Regions from separate parts of the Capra hircus genome. Here region 2 is linked to region 1. The links are chromatin contacts, called in public Hi-C maps. All regions are on one chromosome and are shown on one strand. The core of a region is the stretch at or near the end of the contact, and the rest is flanking DNA. Distances in the headings are between cores, read along the strand shown. Region 1 overlaps SPIDR (DNA repair-scaffolding protein). Region 2 holds the start of CEBPD (CCAAT/enhancer-binding protein delta).

Region 1 (4,805 bases), core at 2,271-4,770:
GCTCCTGGGAGACAGAGAGGATGGCCCTGTGAATGCCCTAGGCCGCCGGCAATGGGGTCTCTGGCCAGCTGCTTAACTTCATTGTGTCCGCGTATTTCCACTCTCTTAAACGTGTGCTTGACAACACGCACAACCTGTGCCCTTTATATGCCATCCACAAGCTCTGCATCAGTTTTCTTTCTATCCTGTGTAACAAGGTTCCACAAATTCAGGGGACTGCAGCCACACTGGCTTATTACCTAACAGCTCTGCAGGCCACAAGTCTTGCCTGTTTTCCCTTGTGTTTTTGTGGCTGTGTCAGGTGGCATGCGGGATCTTAATTCCCCTACCAGGGACTGAACCCATGCGCCCCCTACACTGGAAGCAGGGAGTCTTAACCACTGGATTGCCAGGGAAGCAACTGAGTCTTCTGCTCATGGTATCACAAAGGTGATATCAAGGCACGGCTGGGCTTAGTTCTCCCCCAGACTCTGGAGAAAAATCCAATTCTAAGCTCAATCTTCTTGTTGGTAGAATTCAGGTCCTTCTGACTTTATGACTGAGGTCTCCACTTTCTGGCTGGCTGGGGGTCAGGGTCCACTCTGAGCTCCTAGATGCTACCACACTCCTTGCCCTGTGGCCTCTTCCAACTGTGAACCAGCAATATTACATAAATCCCTTTTCTGCCTCCAATTCTGACTCCCCCATCTCTGACCTCTAGACCCAGATGGAAATGGTTTGTGGGATGAGGCCAGGCCCAGAAGATTGACTCTTGTCCTCAAGTCCACTGAGCTAAATACAAAGTTTAGTCAGGGAGTAAATGCCACCCAAGTCACAGTTTCAGGGGCCATGCAGGATTCAGTAGGAGTGGGGTATCGGGGGTCATTTCAGAACTTTACCACAATTTATAAAGAAAACACAAAAACCACAAAAAGCTGGCATCAAAATATGTGTCATCAAGGAAGAATTTTATGGCACCGATGAGAAATAGAGTACAAGTTTCTTTCTATGTAAGGATTTTATTTTTCAAACTTGAGACTGCAAAAACCAAAAAATTACAGACAACAGTCAAATCTACACCTCCTGCTTTTTTATCCTCAAATCACTCATCTTTACAATGCCTGAGACATTTATATTTGAATATCTCTCTCAACCTCACATAATACAAGCAAATTTATAGCCTTCCCCTTTCTGAGATTTGTGTTACACCCGCAGGCAGCCAGTGTTCCAGGCTACCTGCCTCAGCATGATGACTTTATCTTTTACTCTATGTTCTCTGTGACAACAGCCAAACTGAAACTAATTCATTACTAGATCTTAATACTCCTTTCTCTCTCCATTCCCACGCACACTCAGTCTGGAACAGGGTCATTAGAAACCCAACCTGACCTCCCCTCCCTGGAATTTTCTTTCCTTCTCCTGTCCATGCACAGACTGGCCCCGCTCCAACCATGCCAGTGAAGTCCTCAGCAGCCCACTCAGTCACCTCCACTTGGGAATCAGCACGGCCCCCTTGCTCCAGTCACAGGGAGCTCCTCAGGCCAGCACCCAAGGCCAACACTTAGCATTCCCTGGGCCCCAACCTCATACTTCAAGGCCCGCAATCCCACTTCACACTAGAGTCGGCCTCAGGGACTCCACCCCACGAGGCCCACACCTCAGGTTCAGAGCACACACGCCTTGGCCCTAGAGGCTCCTGAGCCGGGCAGGTCAGCTCCACGGAGGCTTTTCTGGTTATAGCCTTCTCACCTGTCTCAGGCACTCTGTACCCACACTGCCCAGCGTGAGCCTCATCTGGCTTTGGCATCTGCCACTTTAATAGGGGCACTGTGCTTCTCTACCTTGTCCAGATCTGTGTGTGTGTGTGTGTGTGTGTGTGTGTGTGTTCAGTATATATACATACATACACACACACACACACACACATTTAATAGGGGCACTGTGCTTCTCTACCTTGTCCAGATCTGTGTGTGTGTGTGTGTGCATGCGCACGCACTCAATATGCATACATACACACACATATATTTAATAGGGGCACTGTGCTTCTCTACCTTATCCAGATCAGTGTGTGTATGTGTGTTCAGTATACATACATACACACACACACACACACACACACACACACACGTTTAATAGGGGCACTGGCCTTCTCTACCTTGTCCAGATCTTTCTGTGTATGTGTGTTCAGTATACACACACACACACACATGTTTAATAGGGGCACTGTGCTTCTCTACCTTGTTCAGATCTGTGTGTGTGTGTGTCTGTTCAGTATACATACACACACACACACACACACATTCTTTTCTAGATCCCTCAGACCTTGTGCAGCACACCTAAGAAGTTAGGGAATTCGTCATTTCTCCCCTCTATCCTATTTATTGATATCTCCAGTCCTAATTTTTCATCTGTTTTTATAATCTCTTTATTTCTCCCTGCTGGGAAGAACAACGTCTTCAGAACAGAGGCTAATACAGTAGGTGATCTATTCTCCTCTCTACAGGAATGAGATAATAGCATAACTAACAATCCAGAGTTACAGACAAGTCAATTTACTTAATGTTTACATTAAATAATGGAAAAGAGATTCTAGGAAAATAAACTACTTCTTCTAGGAATCAAGGACACACAGTAAAAGCCTTAAAGTAGGGAGAGAAACATAACTTGGAAAATGTACATTTTCATATGCAAAACTGCTATGCGTGGGGGCTGCTTTGTTTCCCAAGTAAAACATTGGAAACATCTTGAACATGCACGCACAGGGGAATGGCTCGAGAGAAGAGGGTCCTGCCCTGTGTGGACCGCACCACACTGGTCAGTGGAAGGGGACCTCCTGCGTTCCCAGGGGATGACCCGGGCACACTGCCCGTGCGCTCCACGTGTAGCGCTGTGTCTCAGGTACGGGAGGACCCGGGCACACTGCCCGTGCGCTCCGCGTGCAGCGCTGTGTCTCGGGTACGGGAGGACCCGGGCACACTGCCCGTGCGCTCCGCGTGCAGCGCTGTGTCTCAGGTACGGGAGGACCCGGGCACACTGCCCGTGCGCTCCGCGTGCAGCGCTGTGTCTCAGGTACGGGAGGACCCGGGCACACTGCCTGTGCGCTCTGCGTGCAGCACTGTGTGTCAGGTATACTGGCATTCGTGTACAGAGGTCAGGGGACAGAGCGTCACACACTAACGTCTCTGGGAAAACTTAGCCATAGTAGTTGCCTGCTGGGGAAGGGGACTCTGGGAGAGAGGCAGCTGCCACCCTGTGGGTGGTATGGTGACCGCAGGAACCTGGTTCCAAAAGAGACCTGGCGGAGCTGCTCTGCAAATGCAGGAGCAGGACAGACTGGCCCACAGCTTGTTACCAAGCTCAGTGCCCCAGAAGAAGCCTCCTACTTGCAGAAGCCCCGCCCCGCCCCCCACCGCCCGTTTCTTTACCTGACCTTCTCTGGCAAGGGAAGTTGCAGAGGTCACACATCCTAACACTTGTGGACCCCCTTCTGCGGCAGGTGCTGGGCTGCCCGCGGCACACACACATTGGAGAAGAGCCACAGCCTGCAGTGAGGGTGGTCAGGTGGCACCCACCCACCCTGCCATAAAGACCATCAGATGTGCCATGTGCGACTACATGAATGGAGCTCGAGGCCATTACGCCAAGTGAAGCAAGTCAGGGAGAGAAAGACAAGTCCTACGCGGTATCATCTATATGTGGAATCTAAACAAACAAGCCAAACTGGTAGAGGCAGAGAGCAACACAATGGTTACCAGGTGCTGGGGGTGGGGGGTGGGACAGACGCTGTGACGGGGACAGACCTGCAGCCAACAGGAAGTGAGCCCCAGAAATCTAATACACAGCAGGGAATACAGATAACAATACCGTGTTCTCATCATCAAACTGGCTTGGAGACTCACACCTAACAACTGCAAAAATTAAGAAGAAATGATAATTATGTAACATAACAGAGGTGCTAATTATCCCCCCAAGGGCAATCATGCTGCAATATACAATTGTATCAAATTAACAGGCTGTACACCTTAAATTTACAGGTAGTATCTGTCCAAACTACTTCAATTAAAAACTGAATCAATTAAAAGTTAAAAATAAAGAAAAAATAAAGCCTATCCATCTGCTACCTGCCCCAGTGCATGCAGGGAAAGGCTGGAAACTCACCGGAGACTGGGCAGCAGCTGTGGACCCAAGACAAGGTCTGACCACAAGCTCAAAGGAAAAACCTAACTGCTAGAAATGGAGACACTTTTCAATAAACATTTTTGGATTATGAGGCCTGCTTTACCAGAAATGCCCCTGAGAAGACTTCATGAGAAACCTGGTATTTTCGAAAAAGTCTGTAAGATTTGTCACCACTGAAAGAAATCAAATGAACACTGGGTATTTTCCAAATGAGAATTCTATGTGGGGCCTGCGACTGATAATTAAACAACTCAGCAGACCTAGCCAGCTAGTGGAGCTGGAACCTCACCTAGGACTAGGCTGTACAAAAACAAAACCTGCTCTGAAGTTACAGGATCAAAAACACTGCTTAGGGATTTGAACTAGACTTCTGGTGATCATTCTGTAACATATATAAAAGAATCAAATCATTATGCTGTATACCTGAAACTACTATAACGTTATATGCCAATCATATGTCAACTTAAGAAACAAAGAACAATAAACAAAGAACCAGAACACAGCTTGAAACCAAATCGAGGCTTCCTGTGGCAGCTTCTGGCCCAGATTAGGCCAACAAGACAACCACAGCTCTTCAAAGTAAGGCCCAGACTCCAGAGTCAAGGACTTGGGAGTGAACCCCCAGCACAGAGGAACCTTGGCTTGAT
Region 2 (4,620 bases), core at 1,773-4,272, 210 kb before region 1:
GAATATTCATTGGAAGGACTGATGCTGAAGCTGGAATTCCAATACTTTGGCCACCTAATGCGAAGAACTGACTCATTGGAAAAGATCCTGATGCTGGGAAAGATTGAAGGCAGAAGGAGAAGGGGACAACAGAGGATGAGATGGTTGGATGGCATCATCAACTCAATGGACATGAGTCTGAGCAAGCTCCGGGAGTTGGTAATGGACATGGAGGCCTGGCGTGCTGCAGTCCATGGGGTCACAAAGAGCTGGACACGAGTGAGTGAGCTGACCTGAACAGACAGAATAAAACACACAGCAAAACTTACCCAAGAAGGTAAAGGGCTTCCTTGGTAGCTCAGCTGGTAAATAATCCACCTGCAATGCAGGAGATCCTGGTTTAAATCCTGGGTCAAGAAGATCCACTACAGACGGCATAGGCTACACACTCCAGTATTCCTGGGCTTCCCTAGTGGCTCAGCTAGTAAAGAATCTGCCTGCATTGTGGGAGACCTGTGTTCGATCCCTGGGGTGGGAAATCCCCTGGAGAAGGGACCAACTACCCAGTCCAGTATTCTGGCCTGGTGAATTCCATGGACTGTATAGTCAATGGGGTTGCAAAGAGTCAGACACGACTGAGCAACTTGAACAAGGAGGCAAAAAATCTATAATCTGAAAACTAAAAGACACTGATGAAAGAAACTGAAGATGATGTAAACAAATGGAAAGATATGCCTTGCTCTCAGACTGAAAGAATCAATATAGTTAAAAGGACCATACTACACAAGACCATCTGCCAATTCAATGGACTCCAATTCAATGCACACTGATGACCTGTGGCAGGGCTGACAGAATGGGCTGGGGAGGTAAAGTGCTTCTCCTTCTTTTGTACTACTGGGAACATGAGCCAATTTGTGGCAGGTGGACACCTGACTCACAGAATAAATCTGTTCTCCGCTCTGGATGCTTTGTCATCTGGGGGCTCTGTCTCCTAAATTCCAGAGGCTGAAGTGAATGCAGAATTTCTGACTCATTACAGTAGGTTTTTAATAAAACACATAGGCTTTAGCAGTGCCATGGATGTGTGACCCCAATACCCAGTGGCTTCATTCTTATAGTCCTTACACAAAAAATATGAGAAAGAGTTTTATCTAAAAAGTCTGTCCTTGTAACTTCACTACTGTCTGACACAGGAGAATCATCCCCTGTAGAGGGCACTAAAGTCACACTTTCTGTCCTTTTGACACTGGCATGTCTCAGAAACTTTGTTTCAGACTTTAATTTGGAGAACTCTTCTTGCCTGTATCTTACACCTTATGAAGCACCCAAAAATGATTCCTTGTGAGGACTGACATGTGACCCCTCCGAGTTAGGAACAAGCCAGTCCCACTTTCTAGCCCTGACAGTGCCCCTTAGCCGGAGTGTGTTTCAGGCATGCCCAGTGTCCGGAATTTCTAGAGGACAGATGTATCTGCAAAGTCCACCTGAAGCACAGCATCTGAAAAACGTCCATAGCAACGTTCTACCGGACTGGGGGTGGGGGGTGGGCAGAGAGAGTAGAGGAGATAACTTTATTCAGTTAAAAAACAGGGGAAATAAACAAGGGGGAATCCAAGGCTCCAACATTTTCAAGAAAACAATTTCTTATGTGACCGCCTCCTTTGGACAGTCCTACTCAGAAAACCACACAAAATCACTCAGAAAACTCAAGACTCCTAACAATGAGAAATCATGAACAACTTTGTATTTACCTTGGATAAAATATGAAAATACAGTAGGCGGAGACATTTAAGAAATGAGTGTGAACTACTGACACAAAAGCTAAACTTTAAATCGTTTTATTGTATTTCGATTGCCTTTAAATGTCATAACAAATTCCTACTTTGTTGGTCTATGATCTTTCCTTTCTCATTTTTGGAAAAGGGAAGAAAATTCCTATCGAAAAGTTATCATTAATTACTACTTAATCTAAAAACTATGGGCGTAGCATCTCTCAAGCTCAATCCCAATTTGACATCCGAATCTACTAATCATGTCACCGAATTATTTTCAGGAGAATACGGTTTTCCGTGCAAGTATTTATTTTGCATTCCCTGACTAGGGAGGGCTTTAGTAAAGCGTTTTTTTTGACTTCCAAAATAAATGTCTTTTCTGAGGGTGTGCATGAACCACACATTAGAAGTTACTTTTGGAATACTGTGGAAGGTTGTGGGGCTTGTGGACTGCCTGGTGTTGGGAAGCAGCAAAACGAAAAAGGATGTGGACGGAGGCCCAGTCTGAAAACGGACTGTGATGTGAAAAATAGAACTAACCCGAAATGCCTGACCTGAATTGTAGCAAATGTTTACTAACAAAGCCAATTGACAGTCTTCTCAAGTTTTATAAGGTGAAGAGCTAGCAAGTTAATACCTTGTCAGAGCTACTAGTCTAAATATCATCTTTCTCCTAAAGGGGAACTACCCCACTGCTTTGGATCCAAAGGAGCTTCTTTTTGGAACACTGAACAGAAGAAAAAAAAAAAAAAAAGTAAAGACAGGTCCGAAGTTAAGACACCACCGCAAAATGGCACTGCTCTGTGGACCTGGAAGCAGGGTCCGGGGCGCGGGGCTCACGGGAGCTGAGCTCAGAGTTCTCGGGCGCTCTTGGGGGTTCAGGGGCGCGCGGGGTTCGAGGCTCTCCTTGGCACTAGGCGCGCTCCCCAGACATGGCCGAGCCTCGAGGGGGCAGCGTCCCGACCTCCCCATCCCCGCGATCGGGAAGCACCGCGGCCCGAACTCCCTGAAGCTGCGGGGCAGCGCCCTGGTGCCCTAGTTCGCGAGCCGGTCCGGTGCCCCGTTCTGGTTCCGCCCCGGCTCCGCGGGCGCGGAGGCGCCGACCCACCAGCAGGAAGAAGGAGGCGCGGCCAAGGGAGGGTCGTTCCCGGCAGCGCCGCGCGGGCCGGGCCGGCGGGCAGGAAGCGCGGGGGAGGCGCGCGGGCGGGGGTCCCGCGGTTCGCGGCCGGGGCGGGGCGTGCGCGTCAGCCGGGCTAGAAAAGGCAGCGCCCTGCCCGCCCGGGGACCGCGCTCGCCGCCGGCCCGACGCCGCCATGAGCGCTGCGCTCTTCAGCCTGGACGGCCCAGCGCGCGGCGCGCCCTGGACGGCGGAACCCGCTGCCTTCTACGAGCCCGGCCGCGCGGGGAAGCCGGGTCGCGGAGCCGAGCCGGCCGCGCCCGCCATGTACGACGACGAGAGCGCCATCGACTTCAGCGCCTACATCGACTCCATGGCCGCCGTGCCCACCCTGGAGCTGTGCCACGACGAGCTCTTCGCCGACCTCTTTAACAGCAACCACAAAGCGGGCGCCTTGGAGCTACTGCCCGGGGGACCCGCGCGCCTCGGGGGCCCTGGCCCGGCGCCGCGACCCCTCAAGCGCGAGCCCGACTGGGGTGACGGCGACGCGCCCGGCTCCCTGCTGCCCGCGCAGGTGGCCGCGTGCGCGCAGACAGTGGTGAGCCTCGCGGCCGCTGCGCAACCCACACCGCCCGCGTCGCCAGAGCCGCCGCGCCGGAGCCCCGCGCCCCCAGCGCCCGGGCCCGCGCGAGACAAGGCGGCGGGCAAGCGGGGCCCGGACCGCGGCAGCCCCGAGTACCGGCAGCGACGCGAGCGCAACAACATCGCTGTGCGCAAGAGCCGCGACAAGGCCAAGCGGCGCAACCAGGAGATGCAGCAGAAGCTGGTGGAGCTTTCGGCCGAGAACGAGAAGCTGCAGCAGCGCGTGGAGCAGCTCACGCGGGACCTGGCCGGACTGCGGCGCTTCTTCAAGCAGCTGCCCGGCGCGCCCTTCCTGCCCGGCGCGGGGGCGGCGGACGCGCGGTGACGCGGGGGCCGCGCGGGCTGCGGCCGCATTGCCTGGAGCCGCCGGGCCGGACTCCCGCGCTTGGCCGGGACTCGGACAGCTGCCGCGTGGACCCTAAGTTAATGTGACGGCAGCTTCTCTACATCCTACGCCTAGGATGCAGCTAAGGTACATTCGTAAAAGAGACTTTTCCGACAAGCCTTTGTACTGTAGATACGAGGGAAAGACTGAGCATGCTCATTTTTTATACTGATTTTTACAGTATTTGTAAGAATAAAGACGCGTTAGACCCAATTTGATTCCTGCGCTCGCGGCCCTCCGAACCCGCAGGGGAGGGCGCGTCTGGCTGACTTGCACCCCCGGGGCCGGTCATCCCGGGTTGCTTTGCTTCTCAAACAGGCCGAACTCCACCTGCGGGCGTGCTGGTTATCTTGCCGAGATCCGTTCGGGTGGAAGGTGCCCGCGCCCCGGGAACATGGAAACCCTTTGGAGTGCGTCCCACCTCGAGTGGGGGTCTAGGGGCAAGGAGAAGGGGGCTCGGTTACCCGAAAACCAGCCCGACTCATCTTGGCTTTCATGGGATTTGCTTTCACTTTCCTCACTTCTGTAGTCAGCTTCAAGTAGATTTTCCAAGTGCGTGAAGTACAAGTCATGTAGGAGATGGAAAGGACAGTCACAAAGCTACTTAAAACTGGCTACCTTGCCAGTACTTGTAATGTTTCAAAGATTAACCTGGACGAATAAATAAAGTCGTTGCCTTTCCCCCATGAGAGTGGGTATTGGGCAGCCTTTCTTTGTCTTGGCTG

What was found. Hi-C and Micro-C count contacts between places; a contact is called where the count stands out from the background.
Region 2: a contact with region 1 is called in a Hi-C map of blood, with 2.6 times the contacts expected there. The contact joins the promoter of CEBPD here to the enhancer-like site in region 1. A contact is called at or near these places in 2 of 5 Hi-C or Micro-C datasets (blood and liver).

What each region holds. Positions count from the first base shown.
Region 1 is chr14:62,712,241-62,717,045 of ARS1.2, reverse strand. All of the region lies in intron 5 of SPIDR (DNA repair-scaffolding protein), which reads right to left. Among named protein-coding and RNA genes, the nearest start is that of SPIDR, 79 kb to the right of the region's middle. Within about 2 kb of position 3,520, at least 2 of the 5 cell types and tissues checked have an H3K27ac peak or open chromatin away from gene starts, as enhancers often do.
Region 2 is chr14:62,920,431-62,925,050 of ARS1.2, reverse strand. CEBPD (CCAAT/enhancer-binding protein delta) reads left to right here and starts at 3,022. Exons shown (of 1, transcript XM_018058529.1): 1 at 3,022-4,620. The coding sequence starts at 3,065. The coding sequence ends at 3,835.